2 separate regions of the Rattus norvegicus genome follow, and region 2 is linked to region 1. A link is a contact called in public Hi-C data. All regions are on one chromosome and are shown on one strand. Each heading gives the region's core, a stretch centred on a gene start, on an enhancer-like site or on the middle of the called end of the contact. The rest is flanking DNA. Distances are from core to core; before and after follow the strand shown.

Evidence for each region. A called contact is a pair of places that touch in the nucleus more often than the background predicts.
Region 2: a Hi-C map of the A7r5 cell line shows a contact between it and region 1, with 7 times the contacts expected there. The contact joins two enhancer-like sites. A contact is called at or near these places in 3 of 12 Hi-C or Micro-C datasets (the A7r5 cell line, the Rat2 cell line and Schwann cells).

Annotation. Positions count from the first base shown.
Region 1 is chr10:71,410,215-71,412,914 of GRCr8, reverse strand. All of the region lies in intron 18 of Brip1 (BRCA1 interacting helicase 1), which reads left to right. The region is part of intron 1 of LOC134480843 (large ribosomal subunit protein eL21-like); the gene reads left to right. Among named protein-coding and RNA genes, the nearest start is that of Trnav-aac22, 42 kb to the left of the region's middle. Within about 2 kb of position 1,269, at least 3 of the 93 cell types and tissues checked have an H3K27ac peak or open chromatin away from gene starts, as enhancers often do. A contact at or near this core is called in the A7r5 cell line, where this site is marked.
Region 2 is chr10:71,503,057-71,505,756 of GRCr8, reverse strand. All of the region lies in intron 6 of Brip1 (BRCA1 interacting helicase 1), which reads left to right. All of the region lies in intron 1 of LOC134480843 (large ribosomal subunit protein eL21-like), which reads left to right. Among named protein-coding and RNA genes, the nearest start is that of Brip1, 24 kb to the left of the region's middle. Within about 2 kb of position 1,371, at least 12 of the 93 cell types and tissues checked have an H3K27ac peak or open chromatin away from gene starts, as enhancers often do. A contact at or near this core is called in the A7r5 cell line, where this site is marked.

The DNA of each region.
Region 1 (2,700 bases), core at 20-2,519:
GGGACCGAAGGCTCCAGGGGATTCTCCTATCTCTGCCTCCCATTATCCCTGTAGGAGCACCGGGATCATTTTCTTTTGCTTTGTCCTTAGACAATTTGATCATAATCTATATTTTATTTATTTTTTATTTTTATTTATTTATTTATTTTTTTTTGCTCCTTTTAAGAGAGAGCCTTACTCCGTACCAAGCTGGCCTAGAATTCAGTGTGTACTCCAAGGTGGCCCTGGACTTGTGACAATTTGTCTCCCTTGGCTCTCCAAGTACTGGCATTACAAGCAGGAAGCCTTTTTGCATCACTAAACTCTTTTTTTTGTTGTTGTTGTTTTGAGACAGGCTCTTACTCTACAGCCCTAGCTGGCCTAGAACTCACTATGTAGACTCAAATTCAGAGATCTATTTACCTCTACACCCAGAATGCTCTAATTAAAGGCATGTACCTGTATTATGTTTTGTTTTGCTTTGTTTTGAGGGTTTCAAACAGCTTAGACTGGCTTTAAAGTGGTAGCCAAGGTTAGACTCAAATTCCTAACCCTTTCACCTTTCTATAAATGAACTTTCTAACTGTTGCACCTTCTCCAGGAGTCCCAGAATACATGCCCTGTTCTGCTTAATGGCTGTCCCATAACTCCCTTAGGCTTGCTTCGTTGTTGTTGTTTTTTCTTTCAATTTTGCTCCTGAAACTATTTAATTTCAGATGATCTTAGAGTTTGCTTTTCTTAATGAAATCGGAAGATGAGCCCTCTAGTGAGTGAACATCTCTGCTCCAGAATTTCAAGGTTTTTGTTTGTTGTTTGTTTGGTTTGTTTTTTTCATTCTTTGTCTCTGTGATGATTAATTCTCATATGCTTTCTTACTCCCTCTCCCCTCTCCTCTCATCCTTTCACAGTTAGCTTGTTCCTCTGATGGCGTATGTCCCATGTGTTTTTGTAATGTCGCATTGGTCTCTGCACACTTGATACAACAGTCGCCTCTCAGTTCTTACTACACCAGCTTCACACAGAAAGACCTTCACTCATCAGCCCTGCTAGGCATCTGGTAGCCCCTTGGATCTTTCCTTTGGATCTACTTTCTCTGGACTCGCCTGCGAGATACCAGATCAAATGACTTTGCCCGTTTCATCTCCCTGGATATCAGAACCCCTTATACATGCTTGTCTGCCTCTTCTGTTGTGAGGCCTCTTAAGCAGCCTCGTGCTCCCCAGCCACCTCCTTTGTCCTCAGTGGCCTCTGTGTCTAATGACTAAGACAGTCTAGTCACAGGCAGTTCTTTGGAAAGCCGACATTCCTGATACACTAGTCTCTTTCCCAAGGTACTGCTGGGCTGTACCAGCCTGTCTCCTGTACTGTCGTTCTGGAGCAACAGCCTGCTGCCAACTCTTTTGCTCTTAGTTGTGTCCAGGCATGAGTCTGCCTGCTCACGCCAGCATTTCAAGGCAGAACAGAAGCAAATGCCTCAGAACTTTGGGGCTAGTCCAGTCTTCTTTCCAGGGACATCACTAGTGTCATGGCTCTGTTCCAAGATAGGGACTATGGTAGGAAGGTTCCACACATTTTCCTGCTTGTGTGGATGCAGCTGGTTTTGCACTAGCCTGGGTTCCAGAACTCTTTAACTTGTTTCTGGATTTCTCATAAAGGGATTCAGTCCATGAATTATTGAATCCATGTTTCTATAGGAGGAATGTGGGATCTGGGGTTTCCTGTTCTGCCATCATAAATCTTTTGTATTTTATGGCTTCTATTTTTATTGCTTCTTGCGTGAATGCGTGTGTGTGCGTGTGTGTGCACATGTGTGTGTGCACATGTGTGTGCGTGTGCATATGTCTGTATATACATGGGGATACAAATGCACATGTGTGCATATGCGTGGATGTCAGCCTCAGCTGTGGTTACTCAGAAGCCATTGGCTTGTTTTTTGAAATAGGATTTCACTGGCCTGGGGCTTGCTCATTAGGCTAGCCAGCCAACGAGTTCCGGGGATCTGCCTATATCCACGTCCTTGGCACCAAGATTACGTGTGCCATCGCTCCCAGCTTTGCTCTATGAGTTCTGAGGACCACATTCAGGTCTCCACTTTTGTCAAGAAGCACTATATTGACTGAGCTATCTCTCCAGACCTCTATAGCTTCATCTTTAACGATTAATAGTTGGAATGAGCCTTTGAATCACAAGATCAAACATGGACATTCCCCACTAACTGGAAAATTAATCTTTGAATTCTCATGTTTGTAAAAATTCTTTATGAATGAGAATTTTTAATAGGCATCAAGTATTAAACCAATTATTATTTTCAGTTTTATAGAATGTGATGTATAATTTAATAATGTAACAATATTTTGTTTACCATTGTCTAAGGAAAGATTCTTCCTCAAAAATGAATTTTTCAAAAAATACTAAATTTTTTTCACTTATGTAAGTACATCTCTTTTGGCTGCTTGATTGATTTATTTCCAAATTTTCTATTATATTTATTTGCTTGTTTCTTTAAATATATTTCCATTCTTCTGAAGTTTACTTAAAGGGCTAGGGAGGTGCTCAGCCGGTCAGTACTTGTAATGCATACTTTAGCACCAGAGTTTAAGTCCCCAGCACAGACATAAAAGCCTGATGTAGGAGAATACCTCTGTAGCTCCTGTGCCGTGGGGAAGGAGGGAGGGAACACCTCTGTAGCTCCTGTGCTGTGGGGAAGGAGGCAGGCAGATT
Region 2 (2,700 bases), core at 122-2,621, 93 kb before region 1:
TGTATGTTGTGTGTGTGTGGTGTGTGTGTGCGTGTGTGTGTATGTTGTGTGTGTATGTGTGTGCGTGTGTGCGTGTGTGTATGTTGTGTGTGTATGTGTGTGTGTTGGAATAGTTTACATCCATTTAGACATTATCTGTTACACTTTGTTCTTTATCAATAGAGTTGGGGACTAAACAGTCCCACACTTAATACCAGCACTTGGGAGTTCTAGGTCAACCTGGCACACAGTAAGACTCTGTCTCAAACAGCGCAATATCGAATAAAAGGAGTTGAACAGGCTCTACAGCCCATAAAACCTAAAGTCTTCATTCTTTGCCCTTTAGAGAAGATACTGCCAACTCTTGGTCCAGTTTATTTCAGTCTTAGATATCGAAGCCAGAAATTATTTCAGAGATCTGCCTGACTCTGCCTTCTGAATGCCTGGGTTAAAAGGTGTGTGCTACCAAGTGTGTTAAGGTAGATTTCCTTTCTCAAGCTCTAGCTTTTATTCTAATTCATTTGTATGTGTGTGTGAATGTATGCCATGTGTGAGCATATACCCATACAGTCAGAAGAGGGAGTCGGACTCCCTGGAGCTGGAGTTACAGGCAGTCGTGAAGAAGGCAACATGGGTGTTGGTGATCACACTTGTGTCCTGTGGAAGAGCAGGAAGCACCGTGAGTGGCTGAGCCACCTCTCTAGCTCAAGATGCAAAGTTCTGCAAAACCTTAGGGGAAGACCAAAGGCCAAGATCCAGGATAAGGAAGGAATTTCTCTTGATCAGCAAAGGATGATCTTTGCTGGAGAAAATGTACTTTGACTATAACATTAAGACTTTTTGTGCCATTTTGTGTTGAGACTTTATGGTCATACACCACTTATAAGGACAATGAACTTATGACAAAGATGTTTAAATCGGCTGTCCTAAAATCCTAGAGTGTACGTGAAGATGACAATATTAGTTACCTTGTTTGAGCGTGCCCTTCTTTATGGCCAGTGACTTTGACAGAAATATGGACAATCTTATCTGACTTACTGCTTCAGTGAACCAGAAGACAAGAGAATGTGTATGAGTTAATAAAGGCCATGAAAGACAAGGAAACAAAACAGGACCACAGATGGATTCAGCGTTTGCAGGGCAAAGCATAGGAGGGGAACACGGCACACCTCCTCCTGTGTCTCTCCAGCTGTGATACATCTTTTCCATGTGCACCCACATTACCCCAAACAAGCACACCCACAACGCATAATAAACCGGCAGGCGGCCGGCGGGCACACACGTCAGATTCCTTTTGAGATTCGACGTGGGGCCAAGAGCCTATTACATTACTCACCATTTTCTTCTCTAGGCGGCATACATATTTGTTGTTGGAGATGTCTGGAAAGGCCTGCAAATATTCCTGTGAGTCACGGTGATAAGGAAAGAAGGAAGCGTTTACGTTCATAGCATGAGGGCTGAGGCTGGGGGAGGGTGGTGTTTGACTGCTGCCTGAGAAGAGAGGGAACAGAAAGATAAACTGTTGACGTTCTGTCAAATATGGAAAAGCACCCCGTAAAGCTAGCACGCAGATCTTGATCATGTATTAAAGCTGTTAGTGTGGACACACCCCTCAGGGGTGTGCTCATAGTGAAAGAAGTGAAGGTGTCCTGACAAACTGCAACACTGTGAGAAGCAGTATTCAGTAGGCTGAGTTACAGAAGAACGAGATGTTACGAGTTCAGAGTTTTATGATAAATGCATCTGCTGAGCATCGTTTTTGCTGATTGAGATTTGACACCAGAACGAGTCTGTGAATGCTGATGACACATATGCCGGTTTCTAGCTGATAATGTGACCTTTACAGGGTCCCAGAGTACCGAGGACAACTGCTGGAATGTGCTAGTTCACCGCTGTGACAGGCAGTAGCGTGTGTCCATGCTGTTTAAAGGAGTGAATTTCTCCGAGGATATGTTTCTTGACTATTTTCACGAACATTTATTTCAGTGGTTCGCGCTCACTGTAGGAAAGCTGGCTAGGATAACAACTGGCTCCTTCGGTTAATTAAAAATTCACTTAGTCACACTAATTACTTTTCAAGTGCTCTGTGTTCCTATCTGGGCAATGTCAAGTCCATTGAATAGCCAGATATCAGACCATCTGTCGTTAGAGAAAATTCTGTTGGGGTAACTTCTGTGTTAGAGGTCTGTGTGTAGATGATGTCAACTAATTTTCAGTGTCCGTGGTAGAAGCAAAATAATTTTGTGTGTTGTGTGTATGCATGTGTGCACCTGCAGATGTGTGTGCATGTGTGTATCATTTGACTGACGTCATCCCCCTTGATTATTGAGACAGGGTGTCTTCATTGTCTTGGAGAGTGCTCCAGTTAGACCAGGCTGGCTGCTTAGTGAATCCTAGTGATCATGTTTTAGTCACCCCAGAACTGCATTTTCTGTGCACTTTACTATATGGGCTCTAGGGGTCAGATTTAGGTCCTCACGCTTGAAAATCAACTGAGCCATTGCCTCAGCCCACAAAATGACTTTGTGTAAGTTCTGTTGATAGCATTTTGGTCAGTGTGTACAAGACGAGTTGATAGCAGAGTATTGCTTTCTTCATTGAAAGATTCATTGAAAAAGACCAAAATGGGGCTTTGAGAGATGGCTCGGCAGTCAAGAGTGCTTGTTATCCTTACAGAAGATGCAGATTCTGTTCTCAGTTCTCACGGAGGCTCGCAACTGC